Linked DNA regions of Danio rerio: region 2 is linked to region 1. The links are chromatin contacts, called in public HiChIP or PLAC-seq maps. All regions are on one chromosome and are shown on one strand. Each heading gives the region's core, a stretch centred on a gene start, on an enhancer-like site or on the middle of the called end of the contact. The rest is flanking DNA. Distances are from core to core; before and after follow the strand shown.

What was found. HiChIP or PLAC-seq counts read pairs in DNA pulled down with a chosen protein or histone mark.
Region 2: a contact with region 1 is called in an H3K4me3 HiChIP or PLAC-seq map of embryo, with 3 times the contacts expected there. The contact joins the promoter of nsd2 here to the promoter of adh8b in region 1. A contact is called at or near these places in 1 of 18 Hi-C or Micro-C datasets (an unstated tissue) and 1 of 4 datasets of contacts at active chromatin or transcription factors (embryo).

Annotation. Positions count from the first base shown.
Region 1 is chr13:13,048,750-13,054,404 of GRCz12tu, forward strand. adh8b (alcohol dehydrogenase 8b) reads right to left here and starts at 1,560. Exons shown (of 10, transcript NM_203460.1): 1 at 1,403-1,560.
Region 2 is chr13:13,431,042-13,437,071 of GRCz12tu, forward strand. It overlaps nsd2 (nuclear receptor binding SET domain protein 2), which reads right to left and starts at 4,581. Exons shown (of 24, transcript NM_001082551.1): 1 at 4,342-4,581; 2 at 457-1,199; 3 at 132-351. The coding sequence starts at 1,185.

The sequences.
Region 1 (5,655 bases), core at 310-2,809:
GAGATCCTCTGGCAGTAGTTTTTATACCCTAGTTTTAAACGGATAAAGCAATCATGTGCTCTTGCACACTCCCTCTCTTCGTCTCTGTAGCCTACTGAACTGAAATTACAACTTGAGTTATGAAAATGGCAAAGATATACAGACATTACCTGAAATATTTAACAGAAGATTGTTACTTAGCTGTGTGAATATGAGAGCTGGGCTATTTCTTGTGCATTTTGGCAAGTCAATAAATCTTGATAATCACTACTAGAGACATTCAGTGTTACATAAAGTGCTTGCCTAATGAGTTCATTCAATAACATAATTGAATTTAACTAAATAGACAATGACTGTTAGTTTTTTAACAGTTTACTAAATACTTTCTTTATGAGGTTTGAGTGCTTTATTTTTGCTTGATCTTTTCATTTAATGATATTTATTCAATGGTGTATCTACAAATTTATGGAGAGGATGAGTTAGGTGGCTTACTACTGCTGTTGTTTAGAGATTGGCAACAATAACCTTATAGCAAATGACTACTAAACTGATTATGCAATAGGTTTACGTTCATTTGAGAGTACTATGATCATATTGAAAGCCGAAGGCATAATCAAATCAAGTAAAACAGTGCATATAATGGTTACCCCTGCTGAAAAATCCAGCTTAAACCAGCCTAGTCTGGTCGGCTGGTTTTAGCTGGTTGATCAGGCTGGTTTTAGAGGGGTTTTGGCCATTTCCAAGCTGGTTTCCAGCCATTTCCAACCTGGTCTTAGCTGGTCAGGCTGGAAAATGTCTGACCAGCTAAAACTAGCTTGAACAGCCTGGATTAAGCTAGACATAGCTGGTTTCGGCTGGGCTCCCAGCCTGGCTGGTCAAGCTGGTTTTAGCTGGTCATCTCCCAGCCTGACCAGCCAAGACCAGGCTGGAAATGGCTGGAAACCAGTCTGGAAATGGCCAAAACACCTTTAAAACCAGCCTGGTCGACCAGCTAAAACCAGCCAACCAGCCTAAGCTGGTTTAAGCTGGTCTTTTCAGTAGGGACCATATACATGCAAACCTTTGTGGGTGAATTGGCAGACCACTTTTCAATGTCTCTGATAATAAAATTGAATAATAACGTTACTGATAATAAAATTGAAGTGTTCATCTGGCCTACTGTATAATCATTTTAAAGCTGGACGCATAGCAAACCAACTTTTAGATAGGCCAATAATGGTCGTTTAAATGTGACTGACGCCTGTTTTGTGGGTGAAGTGGAGGGAGCCTGGCTGGTTCAGACCACCTTTGAAAGAAACTCGTTGTCAAATAATCAAATCTGGTGAAAATTAAACATGCAAACAAACACTAAACAATTCAACAGACCAATCTGACGGAAAATGTTCTTCAAATGTGCCCCAACCCTGCACCAAAGAAAACTTACTTTCACAAGATGTGGACGCAGGAAGGTCAAAAATCACAGTCTGGCTGCTGTTTTGGATTAAGTGCGCGGTATGCAAACACCTAAACCAAACAACTAGGACTGCACACACACTTTGAGACTAACAAACATGCAGAACTGGACATACAAAAGACTACGCCTTAATGACGGAAATCGCGTAGAAATAAAGTAGGTGGGGAAGGGGTGTATGCAGTGCATCCATAATCCAGCCACTAGAGTGCGCTTGAAACATTTTGGTCTCTAAAGGGTCAGGAAGCCCTGAAATGTTTTAAGATTTTAACAGATGTGTGTGTGTTGAACATTAATTAAGCTAGTGTTTCTCAACCACGTTCCTGGAGGACCACCAGCTCTGCACATTTTCCAAATCTCCTTAACCAAACACACCTGATTGATATCATCAGCTCATTAGCAGAGACTGAAAGACCTGTAATGGGTGTGACAGAGAAAGGAGATATTCAAAGCATGAAATGTTGGTGGTCCTCCAAGAATGTGGTTGAGAAACACTGATAAAAGACATCGTAAGCATCTGATGGCTTTCATTGTTGCGAATAACTGGCTAATTTGACACTTTTCCACCCTATTTTCATTATTATTATTATTATTACTATCATTGGGCGAGGCGGTGGCGCAGTAGGTAGTGCTGTCGCCTCACAGCAAGAAGGTCGCTGGGTCGAACCTCGGCTCAGTTGGCGTTTCTGTGTGGAGTTTGCATGTTCTCCCTGCCTTCGCGTGGGTTTCCTCCGGGTCCTCCGGTTTCCCCCACAGTCCAAAGACATGTGGTACAGGTGAATTGGTTAGGCTAAATTGTCCGTAGTGTGTGTGTAAATGTGTGTGTGGGTGTGTCCCAGAGATGGATTGCGGCTGGAAGAGCATCTGCTCTGTAAAAACTTGCTGGATAAGTTGGCGGTTCATTCCGCTGTGGTGACCCCGGATTAATAAAGGGACTAAGCCGACAATAAAAATGAATGAATAAATAAATTATTATTATTATTATTATTGGAACATTTAACACGAACACAAAAACCTACAGAAAATGTAGAAATCCTATAACAACAAAAATAGAGAACAGAACAAATCAAAAAGAGAAACAAAAGATTATGCCAGGGGTAATATGGATTACAAAAATCACTTTAAATCTATCTTAAAGCAAGGTCACAGTGATGTATAAAAGGTCACATACAATACAGTCGGCTGGGTGTTATAGAAAAGAGACTATACTGTAAGATTCACATAGTGTTATTGATTTTAAAGCTTTACCATTGCTGGAGGTAGATATTGTATTCAAATAATATTTCAAAACTTTACAAAAAAATTTGAAAAAGGGGCTTTACAGACAAAAATTTGCATTTGTGTATAAAAACTTTTGCTAGTAAAATAGATTTATTAGAATATATTTATCTTTACCTTTATCAACATGATAAAAACCAAATAAAACGTCCTTGTATGACAAAGAAAAATGATCTAAAAGAGAGACACATATAAATAAACCAAATTATTTCCAAAACATCTTAACATGGGCAAATTCCCAAAAATGATGATCGAAAGATTCATCTGTTTTTCCACAAAAGGAACAATATGGATCCTTTTCATGAAGCATTTTTTAATATGAACATTCACTGGATAAACTTGATGTAGCAATTTGAAGGAAACCTCTTTAACCTTATTTGTGAAAAGAAATTGCTGGGTAAAGACTGCACAATCTTCCAAGGAAGGTCATGAAATAAATTATTCTAGTGAAATATGACATGAGGAACAGAGTGTGAAAAAAAAACTATATTATTATTATATAAATTACATTTATTATATTGTCAACTTATATTATGTTAAACTGACTTAAAACAGCTTGCGTAACTTATACAATAAAGTAAAACATGATTAACTTAGATTAATAAGTTACAATGAAATACAAACATATGCTGTCAGGACTAATTGTTCATATAAGTTTTACAGTGTACAGGCATGTATGCAATTTTTGGACACATCATTGGAAACTTCATACACTGCTGTTAGGCATTTAGTAATAATAATAATAAAATGGCGGAGTGGATGGGTTTTCAGACTCTAGTGTTGAATGACACAGTACAGTCGAGTGGATAATGTGCAAGTACAGTGTAGAAGTGCATATTGTATTAATGTGTAATTTGGGACGCACTCTAGTTTTTATGCTTTGTGGTGGAAGTCAGTTATTGGTTCCACATTATCAGTGACATCAAAATAGTAAAAATAGCGCTCTGTCAGAGTAGCTGTTATGATTTCTACTCTATATATGCTCTATCATGCCTAAACAAGTTTTTACTGTTTGTCTTTTTCTAGGTAGGGGATGATGTAGGCCTAAAGTATGTTGGTCTGATGTGATGTACAATACTGAACTTTAGATGGCAGACTTGCACAGGGTGTCTGTTGCACAAGGGTGTTTGTTTCTGTCTGTGTAAGTGTGTGTTTGGCCCGAAGTACACATTGATGATCTATAAATATGTGACACCAGAAATGGGCAGTATTTATGATACTTGTATTTCAAATACATATTTTAAATACTAAAAATTGTGTCATTTGTATTTGATAGGGTTTATGAAAATGGTTTAATATTTTGTATCAAATTACTATCTTGTATTTTCGTATTGTTAAAATACTGTAAAATACTTTGTAAGAAATCTACTTCAAGTCATCATATTAATGCACCCTCCGATTGGTACTTTGGATGTTGTTGACTCTTCCTTTTAAAGAATAATTGAAAAAAATCTTGGGAGAAAGATTCGTCACCTTAGAATTATAAGGTTCTATCTGACATTTTTGTCAAAATTGAGTTATTCACATATTCTTTTTAAATGGCAACTTATTTACATTATGGGATGTGTTTTTATAAGTTGTTTACATTTTAAGGCTTTTTATTTAAAAAACAAAAAAGGCGTATCTACAAAGTTGAACTCTAGCTTGGCTCTATAAGGTTCTATCTGTGAGCCAATCAGCATTTTTAATGCATGCATAAGGACCAATCAGGATCAGCTTTCTTTGTCATTTACTGGATTGCTCCATTGACGGCGGGAAACACCAGAAAGACAAAATCACACAAAATCAGAGTCAATTAGAGAATGCCGCACCACACAAAATTGAAATGTGTGTAAATGTGATGATTTAGAAGCATTTCTTGACATTGAGATTCATTCATTTTCTTTTCGACTTAGTCCCTTTATTAATCTGGGGTCGCCACAGCAGAATGAACCGCCAACTTATCCAGCATATGTTTTACACAGCGGATGCCCTTACAGCTGCAACCCAACACAAAATTGTAACTTTCTCAAGCATTAACATATTGTTACAACATTAAACTATATATTTTTTATTGTACTTCTTGATAAGTAATGCTTCAATGAATGATCTGGCAGATAACCTTATAATTCCAAGTGGAAAATGACTTTTCAGAATGAGAAGGTTCTATCTGCATTTACCATGGTTTATTTACTCCAATTTGCAAATGTAAGAGAACTTTGATAACTTATATTTAGACAACCCTTAGGGTCTCTGTCATGTTAATGTATGAAAGAGATCTGTTACACACATGTTGTTTGCTATATAGAATGCAAAACTTTGAAGCTCAATATCTCAAAATCATTCAGAACGCAGATAGAACCTTATAATTCTAAGGTGATGGAGTAAGCTGTACAAATAATAGTAGTTTTGGATGGATTACTGATGCCAAATGTTTTTCACTAAAACAAACAGCATACAAATAAGCCCTACAGTGGTGATTACAATACTTCATTGGCTGTTTGTTTCGAATGCCAGTAGCTGATCAGAAGGTCCACTGTATAGTAAATGAAGAGAAAAGATGTCACAACATATGCAACAAAAACATTTCATAATCAAAATCTCCTAATACAGTTTTTACATTGAGTATTACAGTTTTTCTGAGTCTGTGGTGGTTTTCTGAGTTTTTCTGTGGTGCATTTCTCTCAACACTATTTACATTTGCACAACAGTTAATGAATTTCTCAAAACAATTAGTCATTTCTGCACATCCTAGTAGCAGTTTCTCATTCCTTCCAACAAATTGCAATTGCTTTCATAAAACTCTCTGCTGTTTATCACATTATCATTTGCTTATGTCATGTCAGTCAAAATTAACTGAACTTGTGAATGCTGAATAGTCATTCCATATAAAACTAATAGTCTTCATTTCATTACATGAGTCATCGTTACATACAAAAATGTTGGACTAGTTGTCAAAATCTGTCAAG
Region 2 (6,030 bases), core at 3,331-5,830, 390 kb after region 1:
TATCATAGTGCAGCCAAAGTCATAAGCATAGTAGTGAGAACGAACAGTCAGTGGCTAAGTGGGAAATTATGTTGTGGAGGATGTGGGGAAAGTCCTTAAAACAGCAAGGTTAACTATTCAGCACACCTTACCTTTTGACCTAAAGTGCATGTTAAACTCCGGGTCTGTAGTGATCATACACGGCCACCATGGATATCCAGACACTTTGGTCCAGATGACATCTCCCACTGAGAAATGCACATTGGATTGAGTTTCGGTATAACTCTCCTTTACATCATTCTCACCCTGTGCATCATCAGTCTCATCCACACCCTGTGCATCAACAGTCTCTTCACAGTCAGACAACGGTTGCTAAAAAACAGAGAACAAAACCTTATGAGGCTCAAAATGTAAAGAGAATGATCATTATACTCTGGACAAACAACCTGCAGGTAAACAAATGCCATCAAACAATACCTCATCTGGAAAGGCAGTTACACAAGTAGGCATGTCTCCATGAGTGTGCTCAATGGACTCAACAGGAAGACCACACGGTTCAATAGTGATGTCATTTGAATTTATGGTGGGGTGCAGTAGAGGAGATTGATCAGAACTTGCAGCATGGGTTAAGATTGGATAAGGTGGGATCCTCTTCCTCACCATACCCTTCTTCTTTTGTCTATCTCTCCTGGCAGTTGGAGAGGTGAGAACCCCTTCTGGTAGTCTCAAAGGTGCATCCGTCTCCTCAGCTTTCTCCTCAGTATAATCTACTTCATACCGGTTTGGCTTCCCACCTAAATTAACCACGCATTTGGTTATTTTGACAGTAAGTTCAGGAGAAACGCTGGTCTTCCTTGGAGGGCTGGCATGTTGAGAAACAGGTTCAACCCCTTTCAAAAGAGGCTGTCCGGCAGGGGCTGCACAGAGCTTTGGAATTTTTTCTGTATCGCCATTTAACAAGCGGGACGTCAGGTCCTTTAGATGCTCGTGGGTGTGGTTATGACCGTGACTGCCAATCATCTGCGGAACACTTTCTTGAGGTGTTGCTGCCAGCTGGGTAGCAGCTTTATTCATGAGCATTGTAGGATCAGTGATCCCATCAACCAGACCGTTACGTCCACCGGGTGAATCCGACAGCTGTTTCATGCTAGTAGGACTCTTGGGCTCTGGCATTGCAGGCAGCGATCCCCCCTTACTGTCTGTCATTGTAATCCAGGGGCCTGCAAAACACAAAGAGCAATATATGCTTACAAAATGAAATAAAAAATAATAGATTGACACCTATCCATCTTATTTTAATAACACGGAGGTAATATTTTCGGTTAATGTGGACTATTTCAGATTCATTGGTTTTTGCAAGACTGCAAGGCCCAGCATTTAATTCAGCGTGTGGCTAACGATTCTTTTTGATTCTTTACAATTAGTTATTTTATCTTGAATTTTTTTGAGCAGATTTTTTTTTAGTTGTACTACAAGACGGGTGTTTAAACTCAGCCCTGGAGGGCCGGTGTCCTGCACAGTTCAGCTCCAACTTACTTTAACACACTTTGCTGGAAGTTTCTAGTATGCCTGTAAGTTTCTAATACACATAAAAAGAGCCTGATTAGCTGGTTCAAGTGTGTTTAATTGGGGTTGGAACTAAAATATGCAGGACATCAGCTCTCCAGGAAAAATAATGAAAAACTGAAGTAATTAGTAAAACTGGTACACAACAAAATTGGTGTTCCCACTAAGGATGTGCAGATCCTAATACATGATCAGAAATCGTGCCTGATCACTTGGTTTCAGACTTGAACGGGATCGGACGTTACCTCCCGATCACGACTCCAATATATTTATTTTTTAAAACATCTACAATAACCTCTGTCTTGACATCACACAAACAGCAACACGTGCGGCATGACATCACTTTGATGCAGAGACACTATTGGTTAAATGCTGGCAAAGTAGAACGAGGAAGAAGCTTGAAGCGAAAAGTGGAGGTATTGTAAAGTTGATGATGTCAACATTGTTATAACCATAACTGTGAGATATGTAAACTTGGGATTGCAAGAAGTGGAAAAGAACAGGCTAAATTTAACACAACAAACCTGATAAGGCACCTAAAAAAGAAAGAAAAAAAACAGACACAATACAGCAAAATACTAAGAAATACCCATTTGTAAATATCAAGCAGCATAACAAGCGGTTTTATACAGCAAAAAAAAAATAAAGAAAATGAAAACCAAACTATCAACACATTACAAATAAAATGGGGTATATGCACACACTTTCGGTCAGCAAGCCTTGCCATTTCTAAAGAATCAGCTTTCCATTATAAAATAGCCACGTTTAAGATCTTATTTCTTTAAAAATCTGTGATCTTTACTGCCTGATAAATATACAATTCGAAATGGGTCTCAAATCGAACAAGAAGCACTGCGTTAAATTCCATTTTTCTCTGCCAAGTCTTTAAAATGGGACAATTTATTTTACCTCAGTATTTTCAATATAGTTTCTGTGCTTTCATCTTGTTTTACTCTTGAACAACTAAATGAATGTTTAAGTCTATTAAACTGAATGTATTTTAATGACATCAATGCTGTATAAGGAACCATATGAAATCGAAAATAGTCACATTAAGCTTTCACCAGAAGATAACCATTGGCTGAAAAACACTGGCTCAGCATAAGGTCCAATGTAAAAAATTAGCATAAAGCAAAATAACATTTGTTGTTGCTATATAACTGTTGTACAGTACTTTAAAACCAACCTTTCAGATAAAGGTTTAAAAAAGTTACTGAAAAAAAGTGGACTTTAAAAACGATTTTAATAAATAAAAAAATTACAAACGAAATTTCTATTAAAAAATTATAAAATAGATCAGAACAACTGTTTTACTGTTTTTTCATAATTATAACATATAATGTTTATTTTAAGAGGTCTCTGGGTAAGAAAACGTTGACTAAACTCTAAATATGAAAAAAGCACATTAGCATTTAAAGAATGCTGTATAAAATTATAAAATTAACAACTACAAGTCATGTACTAGAAACAAATGCTCAACAAAAAAATACTAAAATAAACGAAATGTAAACATTTATGTCACGAAACAATAAGATAAGAACTCGCTTTTAAACTGACAACGTGCAAGTATTATTTTGACCACAGCACCTGTGGCGACTGCAGCAAGTTGCAGGGCCTAAATAGCCACAAATTAAGAGTAGCTAGTCAGAGCTGGTGTGAGACACTGGGGTCAGGTGAAAAGTGAGGATAGGGTTTGAGGACTGTAAGGATTTGGTCCCACATTAAAATGGCTTCCTTGGAGGATTCGCAGTGCGCGAGTGGGTGGCCAGAAGCTTTGATTCAGTTCAATGCACAAACCCCCGCCTCCTCCTCTTCCTCACATGAATCCTGGTCGAAAATACAATACAACACCCAAAGCATTCAGCACAGCACGAGTTTACTATCAGCTACAGTTCAACACGCTTCACCTGCAACATGCGAGGGGTATAAAACATAACTTAAAACCGCATAAGAACTAAATGAGACAAAGCTTTATGCAAAAAAAGGGACTGCTCAAATGCAAATGTCCGTTCGGTCCCAAACAAGAGGCAGTTATCGAGCTATTGTTATTCAGGATGAGCAGCCAGGATGCCTCGTTAACATCAATGAAGGGACATTATGGAGGAGTCACTGATGGACTCCTTTAACCGTCCTAATAGCCCACAGCAAACCAAAAGAAATGAACTAAGTTAGCTTTTAATACAAACTTTAAAACACCAAAATGAAAGTTAAACACCTAAGTGGGAATTGTGATATCGATTGAAATGCGGTAGGTAGTTCACAGATGGAAGAAAATGTGCACACACAGTTGAGAGTAAGATATCAAGTCATACGCTTGTAGAAGTAACTGTATGAAGCTAATATGATGTTAGCAAAGAAATCACTCGTCAGAACGCATACAATACTAAACGTTATACAGTGCCAAATGTGTAACACTAATAACTATATAATCTTTGAGAACGTGGCTGTGATATACATTATACACTCATGGCACGTTTTGTTACCACTCTGGGATAATCTACTCTTCAAAATGCAGCTGACAAACCTCGCGAACTACAGCTTAGCCAGCTAGCAAGTGAGGTACAGCTGCAGCTGCTTCAGTCAATGACACACTACCAAACGACTCGTTTCTCCGTAGAGAAAATCTCTAATACTCCACCCCAGCCTGTACTAGACAACAATGCCCGTCGTTACAGATGTGCCATGATTTATTTCAGTGGGAAAATAAACCTGTTTAGAGCATCTTCGTTACTCCCGATCTGTTTTGAGGAGCTTGCGGGAAACTCTCTCATCCCAATCAGCGCCAAAAATACTCACATCCGATTGGCTGACACGCGACTGCACAATTCAACCGGCCTTTTCAAATATCTCTCTGTTCGCGGCGGACTCTCCGACGAACATCGTCACTTATCCTCGGCGTACTCCAAACTCCATCGCGGGCCCGTGGGTACAGACAAAGCCATGCAATTCTCAGATCACCTGTTTTTGTTTTTATTTCAAAAAATGGCAAAGCGACACAGATCACTGCTCGAGGAATTGAGGAGGGCAATTCTCACCATCTGACGTCAGCTGCTAGAGAGGGAGGGAATTTGTTATCTTGTTGCCAGTTGTTCGTAGAAAATCCGACAAGGTGCATGCTGTTGGTTTCAAACAGGGCAAACATTATTTGCCGTTTGTTATTTGTATTTTTGGCAAAATATAAAGTGTGATCGACGTGTGTAATTTATACCTTGAATATATGTGTGTCCTTATGTAGTTAATAAGATTTGAAGACATCGAAGGTTAGGAAGAAAAAGAAAGTGTCTGGCAACCAGAAAATAAGCGCGCCATACAGTGTTGCCATATCCGCTTATTATAAACGACTTTGGCCACGTTTCTTATCAAGTGGCCTAGATATGGGCCTATACTATATACAGTTGAAGTCAAAATTATTTACCAACCTGAAATATTAGCCCCCTTGTTAATTTTTTTCCCCTAATTTCTGTTTAACGGCGAGAAGACTTTTCTAGACACATTTCTAAACATAATAGTTTTAATATCTTATTTCTAACATTTGATTTAATTTATCTTTGCCATGATAACAGAAAATAATATTTGAATAAATATTTTTCAAGACACTTCTATACAGCTTAAAGTGACATTTAAAGGCCTAACTAGGTTAAATAGGATAACATGTTAGGGTAATTAGGCTATCAAATATAAACAAATATATAAAAAATTAGCCTAAAGGGGTTTATAATTTTGGGGTGCCCAAACTTTTTCTTATAAAAGGCCAAAAACTAAACTTGATTGAGGCTGGTAGGCCAGAGGTAAATATACCAAACCGTAAAGTTGTCAATGTGATTTCCTAATTTGTTATTATAATTCATTATATAATTTATTATATTTATTCATTCATTCATTTATTTTATTTTCGGCTTTGTCCCTTTATTAATCATGGGTTGCCACAGCAGAATGAACTGCCAACTTAACCAGCATATGTTTTACGCAGTGGATGCCCTTCCAGTCACAACCCAACACCAGGAAACACCCATGCAGTCTTGCATTCACATGCATACACTACAGCCAATTTAGCTTATTCAGTTCACCTATAGCACATGTCTTTGGATTGTGGGGGAAACAGCCGGAGGAAACCCACACGATCACAGGGAGAACATACAAACTCTACACAAAAATGCCAACTGAACCAGCCGGTACTCGAATCAGCGACCTTCTTGCTGTGAGGCGAGTGCTACCTACTGCGTCACCGTGCTGCCCAGTACTATAATTTATTACATTTAAAATACTATGATTGAATTAATAATTATACATTTTAAAATGAACATCTTATAATAAAAAAACATGAAATTTTTTTCAAATAACACTAACAATACACTTTGCCTTAATTCGCTTGTCTTCTGCCATGTACGCTATCTATCAAATGACTGTATTTATTTATTTCAAATCTGATTCATTTACAACATTTAATTGAAACATTCAATTTCAGTTTGCTTTTTTGTAGCTCAA